Linked DNA regions of Mus musculus: all the other regions are linked to region 3. A link is a contact called in public Hi-C, HiChIP or PLAC-seq and promoter capture Hi-C data. All regions are on one chromosome and are shown on one strand. The core of a region is the stretch at or near the end of the contact, and the rest is flanking DNA. Distances in the headings are between cores, read along the strand shown. Region 1 overlaps Kmo (kynurenine 3-monooxygenase (kynurenine 3-hydroxylase)). Region 2 holds the start of Desi2 (desumoylating isopeptidase 2). Region 3 holds the start of Sdccag8 (serologically defined colon cancer antigen 8). Region 4 holds the start of Opn3 (opsin 3). Region 5 holds the start of Efcab2 (EF-hand calcium binding domain 2).

What was found. Promoter capture Hi-C pulls out the DNA fragments that hold promoters and counts their contacts. A called contact is a pair of places that touch in the nucleus more often than the background predicts. HiChIP or PLAC-seq counts read pairs in DNA pulled down with a chosen protein or histone mark.
Region 1: a contact with region 3 is called in a promoter capture Hi-C map of pre-B cells. The contact joins the enhancer-like site here to the promoter of Sdccag8 in region 3. A contact is called at or near these places in 3 of 39 promoter capture datasets (frontonasal cranial neural crest, hippocampal neurons and pre-B cells), 1 of 484 Hi-C or Micro-C datasets (B cells) and 2 of 115 datasets of contacts at active chromatin or transcription factors (acute myeloid leukemia and large pre-B cells).
Region 2: a contact with region 3 is called in an H3K27ac HiChIP or PLAC-seq map of microglia, with 7 times the contacts expected there. The contact joins the promoter of Desi2 here to the promoter of Sdccag8 in region 3. A contact is called at or near these places in 6 of 39 promoter capture datasets (3T3-L1-derived adipocytes, hippocampal neurons, liver and 2 more), 1 of 484 Hi-C or Micro-C datasets (B cells) and 3 of 115 datasets of contacts at active chromatin or transcription factors (astrocytes, fibro-adipogenic progenitors and microglia).
Region 4: a contact with region 3 is called in a Hi-C map of natural killer cells, with 8 times the contacts expected there. The contact joins the promoter of Opn3 here to the promoter of Sdccag8 in region 3. A contact is called at or near these places in 7 of 39 promoter capture datasets (the HPC-7 cell line, cranial neural crest, embryonic stem cells and 3 more), 9 of 484 Hi-C or Micro-C datasets (CD4 T cells, CD8 T cells, Sertoli cells and 5 more), 5 of 115 datasets of contacts at active chromatin or transcription factors (astrocytes, embryonic forebrain, embryonic stem cells and 2 more) and 1 of 9 other capture datasets (adipose tissue).
Region 5: a contact with region 3 is called in a promoter capture Hi-C map of pre-B cells, with 5 times the contacts expected there. The contact joins the promoter of Efcab2 here to the promoter of Sdccag8 in region 3. A contact is called at or near these places in 5 of 39 promoter capture datasets (the 3T3-L1 cell line, the C10 cell line, embryonic stem cells and 2 more), 1 of 484 Hi-C or Micro-C datasets (uterus), 3 of 115 datasets of contacts at active chromatin or transcription factors (bone marrow-derived dendritic cells, large pre-B cells and microglia) and 1 of 9 other capture datasets (liver).

The regions. Positions count from the first base shown.
Region 1 is chr1:175,639,701-175,642,400 of GRCm38.p6, forward strand. The region is part of intron 4 of Kmo (kynurenine 3-monooxygenase (kynurenine 3-hydroxylase)); the gene reads left to right. Among named protein-coding and RNA genes, the nearest start is that of Kmo, 8.9 kb to the left of the region's middle. Within about 2 kb of position 1,296, at least 50 of the 459 cell types and tissues checked have an H3K27ac peak or open chromatin away from gene starts, as enhancers often do. A contact at or near this core is called in B cells and pre-B cells, where this site is marked.
Region 2 is chr1:178,186,154-178,188,893 of GRCm38.p6, forward strand. It overlaps Desi2 (desumoylating isopeptidase 2), which reads left to right and starts at 1,264. Exons shown (of 5, transcript NM_024282.3): 1 at 1,264-1,804. The coding sequence starts at 1,763.
Region 3 is chr1:176,813,397-176,816,096 of GRCm38.p6, forward strand. Sdccag8 (serologically defined colon cancer antigen 8) reads left to right here and starts at 1,264. Exons shown (of 18, transcript NM_029756.3): 1 at 1,264-1,659. The coding sequence starts at 1,593. It also overlaps a transcript of Cep170 not described here.
Region 4 is chr1:175,691,371-175,694,070 of GRCm38.p6, forward strand. Opn3 (opsin 3) reads right to left here and starts at 1,262. Exons shown (of 4, transcript NM_010098.3): 1 at 800-1,262. The coding sequence starts at 1,166. It overlaps Gm39707 (a long non-coding RNA gene), which reads left to right and starts at 1,676. Exons shown (of 3, transcript XR_865748.2): 1 at 1,676-1,721.
Region 5 is chr1:178,404,760-178,407,459 of GRCm38.p6, forward strand. It overlaps Efcab2 (EF-hand calcium binding domain 2), which reads left to right and starts at 1,259. Exons shown (of 7, transcript NM_026626.3): 1 at 1,259-1,374. The coding sequence starts at 1,344.

The DNA of each region.
Region 1 (2,700 bases), core at 46-2,545, 1.2 Mb before region 3:
CCATTATCTTGCTCTGTGTTTTTCGTGCTGACATTCATAACTGGAAGAAAATATATTTACATCTAATTATACCCTCTGAGTTTATTTCTCTGAGAGAGAATGAAGGCTCCAAATATCCACGGCAGAGAGGGGGGTTCCCAGTTTGCTTTATTTTTATGGAGCCTTATGAATCACAGAGCTCAAGTAAGGTCCATATTCTCCTGAAGGACAAGGGACAGTCAAGGACAAGGGTTTCTGGGAAGAGGCATCAGCAGAATAAGACAAGGGGAACTTCGTTGTGTGGTATGGACAGGAAATGGGAAAGTGGTTTGGAGAAAAGGGGGAAGTTGTAGTTTACAAGAAGGCTACAGAGGAAGTTTGAAACACTTTGTAGGGATCTTAAATCAGTAGCAAATCAGAATTAACCTAATCAAATGGATGAAAACTGGGTGAGACTTCATTTCTAAGACTTAAATCTGAAATGCAAAGTCTATTCAGAGGTTTGGAGGAGAGAAGATGTATGTTCATTGGAGCATAGCAGAATCTTTAGAGTTATTGAACTTGAATCCAGCTGCCATACTTCATAGAAAAGGAAACAGCCCACAGACTCCTGTGAGATTTATCAAGGCAAAAGTAAGGCAGCTTCTTTCCCAATGGTGTGACCAGGAAACCAGGCAGCACTGCCTATAGCCAACCCCATTGCTATCTGATTCACAATCTCATCTCACTTTTCCTTTGCATTACCATGGAGCATCCTGAGGAGGCTGAGCCATACAACTGAGCTCATGCCAGAGTGAATCACCTATCAGTAAACAAAGGCATTCTAATAGTACTTCAAATACTAGAGAAACTAGATAAAGAGAGTGACTGGGACCAGAGGCCACGAGGCTTTCTTGATCCCCCAAGAGGGAGCAGGTGTGTGTGGGAGTTCCAATTTTAGAGCTTTCACTACAAAAGGGAGGAAGTGGTCCCTTCCCCACCTCCACTGCTATTTCTCAATTCTTACAAACTGGGTGACTGGTAAGTTTACAGCCATGCTAGTCAGTCCTTCAGTGTCTGCGTGATTGCATTGACATCCGTTGTGTTTTAGTTAAACAAAAAGGCCACCTTGCCTTTTAAGAACTACATCAAGTTGCTTTGACCCACTCAATTGCTCTGCCTGAGGAAATCCAGTCATCCTTGGGACACCAAGACTTCTACACATCTTCAGGGAGACAGGCTTCTTTTGGCCTCTGCAGGCTCTCTGCACCTGGGTCCCTCTCACCCCGTATTGGCTAGCTGCCACTAAGATCCAGATGTGAAAGCCACCACTTCCTCAGCCTTTATGCATGCAATGTCTTCAAAAGAACATGCACTGGATCTGGGAAGAGGACTTAGAGAGTAAGAGCGCTTGCTGAGCAAGCATGAGGCCCTGAGTTCAATTCCCTAGCATCTAGTCTGGAGAGACAGCTCAGCGGATAAGAGCACTTACTACTGTTCCAGAGGGTCTGAGTTCAAGTACCAGCTCTCACATTGGGAAGCTCATAACCACCTGTAACTCCAGCTTTGGGGAGGCCACACCCTCTTCTGACCTCCACGGGTCCCTGTATTCACACACAAACACACATACACACACACACACACACACACACAGAGAGAGAGAGAGAGAGAGAGAGAGAGAGAGAGAGAGAGAAATAAAAACACACCCTCAATAACCCAGCACCCACATAAAAAGCCAGGCACAGGCACACCTATTCCTGCAATCCCAGTGCTATGGGGTGCAGTGACAGGAGAATCACCAGGACTAGCTGACTGCTAACCTGGCTCCAGGTTCATTGAAAGCCAGTCTCAGAGGAATAAGGCAGAGAACGACAAGGCAGGACACTCAATGATTTCCATACCCATCTCACTCAACATTACACACAAAGACACAAAAAAAGGAACAGAGAGTGACAAGGAGACAAAGTGAGAGAGGGAAAAAGGGATAGAGGATGAGTCTACTGAAGAGCTCTGTGCCATGGAGGAAGCATTTTGCACAAGATACACAGTTTGGATATGCATGACATGAAAACCTGACTCCCCAAATCCTTCCTGGTCCTTCATCCTCTAGCTGTTTGCCTCTTGGCTCTTTCCCCCACACCACGTACAGATATCCCCTGGCTTTTGTACATTTCCCTCTCCCTCCCAGCCTGCCCTGGTAACTGTCACGATACTGTGTAATACACAGAGGTGGGTGGACAAAGCTGTGGTCACACTCCTATGCTTCTGTGTTCCCATGCTCCCTTACTGCGAAGCAGTCTCCTTTGAAGGCACCGTGTTGTGTTTGAAGTGGTCTGTGCTAAAACTATTGCATTACCAATCTCCGTCTTATCCTTGTGGGTTTTTTTTTCCACAGTGGCCTCTAGGGATTAGCCTTTTAGAATGGACGTTGCAGGCTTGTACTGTGGCAGGAACAATACCAGCTTTTGCTTCTGGGGCAATGCCACCCAAACAGCTAAAATAGACAGGATGGAGAAGTTCTGGTGGCCCTATTGGATGGATCTGTTCTACTGATTCCCATGGCACAAAAAGCCCTATAACTAGCATGCGAAGGCTCTTTTCCCCACATTGACTTAAACAAAGCTTTACAATTGGAATATTTCTTATCATCCTTTATAATGTTTCCTTGATGTGCCGGGAGTGGAGTCTGGGGCCTCGCTCATGCTGACAAGCCTTGCACACTCTGAACACACACACACTAAA
Region 2 (2,740 bases), core at 14-2,513, 1.4 Mb after region 3:
TATCTGTTAATAACCCATTGACCAAATCAAGCCAAAGCTTGCTAAAGACAGTAGAGAGAGGCATCAAAGGTCATATATAATTTGAGAAGCCACTTTTACAATTTACCACGTTAATGGTCATGTTTCTATTTCCCTTGCCTCATTAAAATTTCACACAGAAACTCAAGCAATTTTTAATTTTTTAAAGTTATTTATTTATCTGAGTACATCATATCTGTCTTCAGACATATCAGAGGAGGGCATCTGATCCCAAATATAGATGGTTGTAAGCCACCATGTGTTTGCTGGAAATTGAACTCAGGACCTCTGGAAGAGCAGCCAGTACTCTTAAGCATTGAGCTTTCTCTCTAGCTCTCAAGCAATCTTTTAAGAGACTTATGTACATATTCATGTCGTTCCTTGGCTCAAACCCTACCAACTCTTCATTTAAAATCCAACCTCAGAGTTTGGAGAGATGGCTTGCCCACTAAAAGTACTTGTTGCTCTGCAGAGGATCTCAGTTTGGTTCCCAACACTCAGGTCAAGCAACTTACAGCAGCCTATAACTTCGGTTGCAGAGCATCCCTGCCCTCTGTCCTCTTTGGTCACCTGCACCCCTTGCTGTCTTTGTCTCTGTCTTCTGTCTTTCTCAGTCTCTTTCACTCTTTCACACACAGAGACACACAAACACACACACAATTGATAAATCTAAAATGTAAAATAGATATTCAATCTCAGCTAACTGAAAACTCAGGATGTCTTCTGACCAGTTAACTGCCTGTCCACAGATCACCTCTTTGCTCATTATATTCTAGCCACAGAGAACTTTTATTTTGTTCCTTAAGTACAAAAAACATGTCTTATGTCTATGTACTTTTGTCTCCTCTAATTGGAATTCTTGGCTCTCTTATATTTGACTAGCTTTCTGTCATTCACGAAATGTGAATTCCGTTTTGAGGGTTAAAGGAGACTTTCTTACATCCTACTTTTACAAGGGTAACCTTCCTCCCTTTATTGCCTCACTTCTATATTTTCAAAAATTAAAAAAAAAGCAGAAGGGCTTTGGAAAACTTAGTCATCACTTCTTCACATTGCGTTGGATTCACATCTCACGCTACAAACACCAGAAACAGCACTGAAAACTAAAAGGCAAATGGAGTCTCTGCTCGCCAAGGACGAACAGCGAAGGTTCCCCTGACAAACTCTTCGCAGGACTTTCTGGGAACTGTAGTCTCCCAGGGAGACGTGAGTGCCTACAATATCCTGGTGAATGCTGGGATATGTAGTCAGACTGCTTACACGCCCAATAGGAATCGCGGGTTCTCCCTCTGCTTTCTGGGAACGGTAGTCTTTCTGCGACCTCGAGCCACCAGGGTGAAGAGGCATCCGGCCTGTCGCCATTTTAGGTCTCCAGCTGCAGAGCCTGAGAGCCTCAACGCGCAGGCGGGCTCATCCCTGGATCCTGGCCGGCCCCGCCTCCAGGGTGCCTAAAGCCCGCCCCTCGCCCAGGCCCCGCCTTCCCCCACGTGTCTGCGGCCGAGGGGAGGCGCCTGAGCTGGAGCTGCCTCTCCACCTGTCTGGCCGGGTCCTCGTACAGGTTTCTGACAGCGTCTCCCGGGAGCGGTCCCGGCTGCCGGATGCTTCCGCCCCGGCTGCGGTGGGCCGGGCTGGACGCTTAGTGCCCGGCTCGAGCCCTGCCTGAGGCGCCCGCGGGGGTGGCAGCGGCCTCCGCCCCGCGGAGACCGAGCGGCTGGAGGACGAGGCGGCGGCCGTGGGGAGAAGGATGGGGGCTAACCAGTTAGTGGTGCTCAACGTCTACGACATGGTGAGTGCGTCCCCTGGCGGCCCGCGCTGGCCGGCCCTGTCAGGGGTCGGGACCCCGGCCCGGTGCTTCCTGCCTCGCGCCTCCGCCTCCAGCTTAGTTCTCAGGGGTGGGGGGAGGGGACAGTCGCGCTGTCTTCTAATCCCGAGACTGGCCCGCGCGCCTCCTGGAGGTGTCCCAGTCAGTCCGAAAGAGGGCTTGGGCTCGAGCCTCGTCCCAGCCCTCAGCTCCCCTGGCTGTGGGCCCGACCCCTGGGCGGATGAGCCGTGTCCTATCCGCGAAGCTTCGGTCGCAGGGCGACCTCCCTCCCAACTGCCACCTGGCCTCTAAGCTGCTCAGCTCCCCTCTGCCCTGCTCCTGCTGGCCCTTGTCTGTCTCCAAATGCTCGAGGCTTCCGACAACTCTCAAGCCCTTCAAGTCTAGAAAGTCACAGCTTCGATGCGGATGCTAGCGTCTCCCCAGAGGTGAACCGGAGCCAATACACCCTCACCTCCAAGGCATCCTCATAAAAATGAAAGAAGCGAAAATTTATGTAGAAAATAGCGCCATTGAATTATTTAGCGATCACAGAGGTGATCCTAGAATCCGAAGGCCACTTTCCAGGTGATGCAACAGGTGGATGACGTGACCGCTAGAGAGGGAAAGACAGCCTTGTTTATTATGTCATCTAACTTTGAAGAACTGAAAACATTCAGGCTAGGGTTCAAAGGCTGGATCCCCTCAGGTTCCAAGTGCAATAATACCCCTAGAAGAAGCACCTGGTAGAGAATGATCGCCGCAGGGAGGCTACGTTTGGGTGTGTTCACTCTCCTTTGGTTACTTAATTTTTGTTTTGTAAAGGATAGCCTTCCCCTGAAAAGCCTGAAATTTCTTGGCTATGCATTGACACATGAAATTTCTCCAGCATTATTTCTGTTGGCTTAAAAGTACTTAGAAGAA
Region 3 (2,700 bases), core at 14-2,513:
TGGAGGCTACGTGGTGTGCTGTCGCCCGGCAGCCTGCGTGACAGCACGTCTTCCACGCCCTCCCAACGCCATCTGAAGGCTAGTCGTCCGTCACCCCCTCCTCACCGCCGCCACCCTCCTCACACCCCGAAACCAACCCTACAAAAGGGATGGGCGCCCTGGAAAACTCCCTTGCCCAGCGGCAGCGCAGCCATTCCTTAGACGCTCCGCCCGCAGCGTTCCCAGGCAGCTCAGGCGGCGGCTACACAAAGCGGGAGTGAACAGAAGAGGACCGGGCGCACTGAAGGGAAGCCGGCCCTGTGCAGCCGGCCGCAGCCCATGGGGGAGGGGAGGGAGGGGACGGGAGGGCGGCGGCCGCGCGGGGCGTCCCGGTGGCGCCCCTCGCCCTCCAGGCCCGCACTCCATCCCGCCGCGGGCCGCGCCCAGGCCCCGGCCCCGGCCGCCGGAGCTATGGATGTGCAGAATCCCGGGCCATGCCGACCCCGAGCGCATCACTTACCCCTCACCGCAGAGAGGGACCGGACCGGGAGGCGGGGCGCGGCGCGTCCCGTCTGTCTCTGCCACGCTGTCCTCCCCCCACCCCCTCGCCGTTGTCGTCGTCGTCGTCGCCGCCGCCGTGGAGCTGGGGGCCCCTCGGTTCCGCTGGGCAATAACGTTATTCCACACACGCCCCACACATAGCGGGAACGGCAGCGAACGGCAGCTCAGTGCGCAGGCGCCTCGCAAAGGGCAGCGAGCCAGGTCCTCTCCCTCCTCCAGCCAGGGCCCAGCGATGCCTCACTGCGCAGGCGCCAGACCCAGACAATGAAAGGGGGCTTTGCAGAGGGTCTCACCCACACGCTCTCGCAGCTGCCCACTGCGCAGGCGTGCCCTCAAGACAGTCTTGAACAATAAAGAGCCGCTTGGCTGGAGTGGGACCGCAACCAACCAGGACTACGATTCCCAGCGGGCAGCGCGCCAACTCCACGCGGAGGGCGGGGCTCTGAGCAGGCTAGGAGTTGCAGTGTCCGTCACTTTCACAGTTTGGCTGTTTGGAAGATTTACACTTCATTTTCTAGAGAAAAACAGTTTTGACAGAACTCCTAACTAAAACCGAGTTTGCAGTGAATGCTTGCGAGGGCTCAGGGATCAACTCCACACCGGCCCGTTTTGAAGAGTCTTAAGTCCTTCACCGGGCCGGTTCTGTCAGCGAGTCTATCCAGCTGGCTGAGGATGGCAGGACAGCGGGACTAATCCAAGCGATGCAAAAGGGAAAGGGCGCGGCGCGCCAACCCGTCTCTTGGCAACAGCCTCAGGCCGCTAAACTGTCGGAGTGGCGCTCCGAGCGCATAGCCCTCTGGGAAGCGTAGTATAGCTGGAAGGCTCATAGGACTCTCGAGGCTGCAGGCTTTAAGCCTGAGAACTACAATTCCCGACGTTCACCATGAGGGCCAGGGGGTAGGAAGAGCCCCTAGGAGCTCGGTCCGGGGTTCCTGGTTCCCTAGTGACAGCAGCGACAGGAAGCAGGCAGGCATCCCCTCATCCCCAGCGCTAGGCCTGTCCTCGGAGGGGTGCACTGGATACTTTCCCGCATAACTCCCATCTCTGACCCCATGGCGAAGTCCCCAGGGAACTCTACCCTGGAGGACAGTCTGGGGCAATACCAACGGAGTCTCCGGGGTGAGTTGCTCCGAATCTCAGTGCCTAGTAGCTCTTAGGTACCACGGGCAATAGTGGGTTGTTTTTTGTTTTTTTGTTTTTGTTTTGTTTTGTTTTTTCCAGAGACTTTCCTTGAGCACTAGCCAGGCTGTGGAGGAAGACGACCGATGTTGCTCTGACCTTATGGATGAAATCTTTTAGTTTTGTTTTTAGGATTAAGCAGCATTATCCTTATCCTTGTGGTTGGTTACCTGACCCAACAAGGAACCTACATCTTGATTTAAGTGTCTTATCAACCAGTGCCAGCACAAACTCATGGGCAGCTCCATGCCACTTTTACCCTGTTGCCATACTGTTGCTGTTTAATTCAATAAATTCCTTATTTATATTTCTTACACATGCAAATTCTGGTGTAGTATAGCAAATCTGACGTATAAGTCCAGAAAGAAAACACTAATAGTTATTTGAAATAATACAATATCTACTGATCTACATTATTTTCATATAGCAAAGTATTTAAAACTTTATCTCACTAATGACTCCATTTTACTGGTCAGGAAACCAAAGCCAAAACTCACACAGCTGGTTGGTAGCGGCAAAGGCATGTACAGAATTCAGGCCTATCCACCTTCAAAGCCTATGCCTTTCTTATTAATCAAGTAATAATTACTATAATCGAAGCCTAGCTTAGTTAATTCAAGTTTTCTGAGCAAAGAACCAGAAGAATAATTATCTGGCAAAGTGCTCTCCATACTCATAGCTAGCTAGCTCTGTTCTTTTGACCACATGTGAAATCTCCGGAAACTTGAGACTTTGTTATAGTGAATTCGTGGTGTCAACTACAACATGATTATTATGGAGAACAAGTTAACCAAAAGAATAATGAACATAAGACTGATTTATTTTCAGAAGTTAAGAAATCTGTAGCAAGAAATGTGTGCTAGGGGCTGGGAATGTGGCTTAGTATTAGAATGCTTGTCTGGTGTGTGGAAAAGAAGGAAGGAGAGATGGGCAAGTTAATGTGGGACTTAGAAAGATTTCACTAAAGACTTTATTCCACGG
Region 4 (2,700 bases), core at 12-2,511, 1.1 Mb before region 3:
GGGACACACACACACACACGTTTTTCCCAGGCTTAGAATACTGGATCAGTCAACCTTCAACCTGTCAATTCTCAATATAAATCTTCAAGAAAGCAACAAGTTCTACTTCAATTAAATGTACTGGCTGCCCTGCTAATTATGAGTTGGACTCCTTTGCGCCATTTGTAACCTCTGGTGTGACAGAACCTATGTACAGGAAATTAAAAAAAAAAAAAAGTCTCATCCCCTAGGAAGCATTCAACTGTTTATAATTGCTAACGAGTGAAAGGGGGTAAAATACTGCGTTATTTAGGATTCTACATGTCATTCTGAGGAACAAATACTAAATTTGTGAATTAAATCTCTCCTTGTTCTCGCCTCCACTGTTCAGGAGTTGACTTTTTTCTTGCATCTCTTGACTCTACAGGGCCTCATTTCTTTCTCCCTCTGTAAAGTCCACTGTGAGCTGCCCTGTTGAGAGCTACAGTAGGAAGTAAAAATAGATGAGGGGAAATAAGATGGCCAGCGGCAGGGAGACTTTGGAAAGTGCTACAGAGGCAGGAGGGGCTGGGGTTGGTGACTGGCTGGGAAGAAGGGTGTGTAAATCCAGGCAAGGAGGGAAACAGAGTTGGGGATGAAGACCAGATGAAAGGGAGAAGGGAGGCGAGGGTTGGGTATCTAAGGGAGGTTCTCGAGGAGAGAGAGGGAGTTGTGGGTGATGACTGGCTATCAGGGACGATCCCGGGGAGGACGGAGGCCCAGAGCTGATGTACCCGGGGGAAAGTTGAGAGGCAAGGAGAACGCGTCCCGGGCGACTCACCAAAGAGGCTGCCGCTAAACCCGTCCCACGCGCAGCCCACGGCGTCCCACACCCAGCCGTTCCGCAGGCACGACGCGAAGGTGAAGGTGACTCCGAACAGGGATACCAGCAGGTCGCCCAGGCTCAGGTTGACCAGGAAGAGGTGGGTGGGCGTGCGCAGTCTCGGGAACTTGGAGTAGAGAAGCAGCACCAGCAGGTTGCCGCCGACGCCCAGCAGCGCGAGGCAGCCGAGTAGCAGCGCCAGGCGCTCGTACGCGGTGGGGCTGAAGAGAGGCGCGGGGCTCCGCGTGCCCGCCGGTGCTGCGCCCTCGGCGCCCGCCCCGTCCTCCCAGTAGCCCTGGTCGCCACTACGGTTCCCCGAGTACATGGCCCGACGCCGGCGCGCCGTGAGAGAGAGGGCTCGGTGAGCCGGGCGGCCCGAACAGGGTGGATCTCACGCTCTGCGGGCCGCTCAGGCCATTGTGCCCGGGAGCCGCGCCAGGCCCGCCCAACCCGCGCGCACCCGAGGCCCCGCCCTTCGGTGCTAGGACCCCGCCCCACCGCATGAAACTCCGCCCTCCTAGCGTTCTTGCTATCCCACCCTCCCGCGTGGGTCCCGAGCCCCACTAGCTAGCACTTGCAGTCCCTCCCACGGGACCTCCCTGGAGGCCACGCCCTTCTACCTTGCGGCCTCATCCATACGGCAGCCGTTTTGGCCCCGCCCTCCTAAGACTCTTCCGCAGTCTGGCCTGCGGCTCCTCCCTCCCGGAATCTCCTGTTACCCCGCCCTCTGACTCACACCCTTGGCCCCGCCCTCCGGCATACAGCTCCGCCTTCTTAGAACCTCTGACCGCGCCTCTGAGCTGTGGCCCCGCCCTACTGCTTTAGCGGCCCGCCCCTTTTCCCCCCTCCCACCTCCCGGGCGCGTTCCCGCCCAGCAGAGGTGAGTTTCAGAGACCAGTGAGCTCTTGCTCTGCTTCCTTCACCCTTAAGCCGAGGTGGAAACCTGAACAGACTGTACAGAAAAAAAGAGAAAGTAAACTCCCTTACGGAGGTAAATTAGCCACAGCGGATCCTCACAGCCCTCAACGGACTCTAAAGCATCTCGTCCATTCACCCGTTAAGTCACTCACCCTAGCATACACTCATTCATAAATATTTATGAACGCCTGCGCTTAACTCAGTTAAGCATGCTGAATGAAATACTCTCTTTCCTGGGAAGCTATAATAACACCCACCCCCACCTCATACACCCAATAGAAAGAAAACAAAACACTGAAATGCCCGAAGTAGAGCGCCAGCGAAATGATCTCATAAACAGGGAACCTGACGTTAAAAACAAACAAACAAACGCAGCAGGCTGAGTCTCAACTACCTTAGAGCTGGAAGATATGTCCCAGCGTTTATGACAGTGTTCTGAGCTGCCACTCTCAGAGCCCCAGAATAAGGAAGGAAATAGCATCAGAGTGACACCCAAGTCACCCTTCCACTGGATCCCAAGCCTTCTCAGTCTGCAGTAGGTACACCTGATACACAATCCAGTCCAAATGCTTCTCTGGAGGTGATCTCTTGAGCAGTGCCCCGCCCCCTAAGGCTTCAATCCAAATCTAGCAGGTATAGAGAGGATATATTTAGAACAGCACGCATTTTCCACTGGACCTTTCCCCAGCAGCAATGCAAATATAGAACAAGTCAAATATAGATTGTGAACGTCACTTCTTTAGGCCTGCTTTCTCTGTCTCCACTGCAGTCCCCAACGACTACCCACGAGAGGAAAATGTCCCGAGCTGCATGCACCTGAAGATGTCATAGGCACTAATGACTGGTTTGTGGAAACTAAATTGGTGTGCACCAGTGTCCACCCCTCCTCCCACTTGTGTTAGACTCAGTGCATCTCAAAAGTCTTCAATAGTCAGCTAAGT
Region 5 (2,700 bases), core at 9-2,508, 1.6 Mb after region 3:
TATTGTTTTGTTTTTGTTTTTGTTTTTGTTTTTTTGAGACAGGGTTTCTCTGTGTAGCCCTGGCTGTCCTGGAACTCACTCTGTAGACCAGGCTGGCCTCGAACTCAGAAATCTGCCTGCCTCTGCCTCCTGAGTGCTGGGGAAATTTGCTTGATATGCACCATTTTCTGATTATTCAAATTGTAGTTAGACACTTCATCAAATCTTTATTGCCTATAGAAAAAAATATTTTAATGAAGAGTACAGTTGGCCTGCTTTGAGGGTTCATTCACTGAGATTACAGAACTTCGATGAATAAAAACTAATAATAAAAAATAAAATACTGAGATGTAAAGTGAATAAATAACTATATTAAAGAAAAATCAAGACAAAACAAAGGCCTCTACATTTAGTTACTTTTACAAAAATATTTAAATAAGTACACATATACCATGAAATTATCATTAAAGATTAAAACTAGATATTAATTTGAGTCACATTGTTAGACATTTCAAAACTGTTGGGTTTTTTTTGTTTGTTTGTTTGTTTGTTTGTTTTGGGGGGGTTTCATTTAAGGGAGAATCTTAGTATTCTGAGCTTATCCATCAAATAACAAAACACGCGATAGCCAAGTTTCTCAGTACTCAAAATTCTCATCGGAAGGTCATGCCAAATTGCACCATCAACATACAAAATGTGTGTATCCCTGAGAACAGACCGTCAATTTATTTGTTGCTATGAGAACACTATTTTGTATCAGAAATTGCAGCCTTGGCGACGCAGTGTTTGCGCCTATTTTGCACATGTTTTTCTACAGCAAGTCCTCTCTCTCTCTCTCTCTCTCTCTCTCTCTCTCTCTCTCTCTCTCTCTCTCTGCGATCCCGGGGAAAGGCTGGGCTTCCTCCTGCACTGGCCCATGTCCGTTTTCGCTCCAGTTCCGTGACTGGCAGAGTGGCTCCGCTCAGGAGAGGGTGACGCCAGAGAGCCACAAGGCCTGGCTCGGGTGGGGTTGGGGTGGGCGGACGCTTTTCGGGGAGGGACCGTGTAAGGGGCCGCCAGGTCTGCGCCCGGTTCTGGGGCGCACCTGAGACGGCCGGGAAAAAAAAAAGCTGAATAAAATAAGTAATTAAAGAAATGAATAAAGAAATAAGCAAGGCACACTACGTCCTTGACAGTCACAATCAGGCCCAGGCGGGTTCCGGAGCCTTGTTAATAAATGACGCCCCTAGGCCCAAAGAACGCGGGCCTCGGTTCTGGTGGGGGCGGGGATCGGGGGGCCACCGTGCATCCAGGGGCTTTCTCCGCCCGCGGGGTCCCGCAGGGTTCGTGCTGGATGTCTCCCGGGCGACCGGCTCCGCACCAAGATGGCGGAGGAAAGGGACGCGGAAGGGACAGGTAGGACCCTGCCTGGGGTGCCACGACGTCGCCTCTGCGCCTGAGGAAGCGCCCCCCGGCCAACATCTTGAGCCCCTCGGCGTGGCGACAGTGGGCTGAAAAGCGGCGCCAGCCCGCGTCCCCACCGTCCGCCCTCCCGTCCCCTCGAGAGGTCTGCGCGGGCTGTTGTAGCCCCCGCCGGGGAGGTTCATAATGGCGTCCTTGTCCCTGGCACCTCCCCTCCCCGTGAGGGCGCCAGCCGCGGTCTGGGTGGGCTGTGGGTAACCCGGAGGGCGGCCTCATGGAGGACTGGAGCTGCGACTAGAACCTGGCGGGATCCTCTGCGGCTGTGCCGAAACCCCGCCCAGCCCGGCCCAACCCGGCCCCAGCCGCCTCCATTTTGCCTCCTCCTCCGCCAGGCGGAGCGCAGCCTCCAGGTCAGACTGGGCCCTAGCGGCCCGGGTCGCGCTAGAGCCTTGCATAAGGAACACGCACTTTAATCACTTTAAAGAAAACCCAGCCGGGACTTGTCGGGCCGCCCAGACCGGCCGGGTACCCGAGAGGCCTCAGGGGACCCGAAAAACTAATGTTTCATGTTGAACTGCAAGACCTTTTGAATTGTTGCTAACCCAGCCGAATGACTTAAAATCGGATCTGTGACTCAACAGCCATTACGTGATAAATTGACAACATCACCGCTAAATAAATAGTCAAGCAAGCCCTAAAATAGTAAATGGCAAACATTGCAAAAAAAGTGAAAGTAACACTCCATCTTTGCTGACTCTCTCCCCTCCCTCTTGTATTCCCCCACCCCCACCCCCACCCTCTGGTTTGGAACACAGTAGTTAGGTTAACAACTAATATTTACACGAGTTGTTTAGTCCATTGTCATGGTGATTACAGGAACCCAGCAGGGAAACTTGAGACCCTAGATTTTTTTTTTTTTTTTTTTTTTGGTTTTGGCTGTCCTGGAACTCACTTTGTAGACCTGGCTGGCCTCGAACTCAGAAATCCGCCTGCTTCTGCCTCCGGAGTGCTGGGATTAAAGGCGTGCGCCACCACTCCTGGCAGCTAGAGATCTTATTGATGACCTGTGATTTATAGATGGTAAAATTAATCTCAGAAGTCGGCATTGTAGTATAGAGTTTTAACTCTACTAAGGTATCAAGATTTTTGTGGTGCTATTTTAGAAATGGAAGGTTTTATTCTACTTTTTTGTTGTTGTTTTTACAAAGAATATGAAGTTAGAGGGCAGGGAGTGTCGGTGAGGTGTTGGGGGAAGGGAAAGAATATGATCAAAATATGTTGTATAAAAAATGTTTTAGGTGAGTCGGGGGTGGTGGTGCA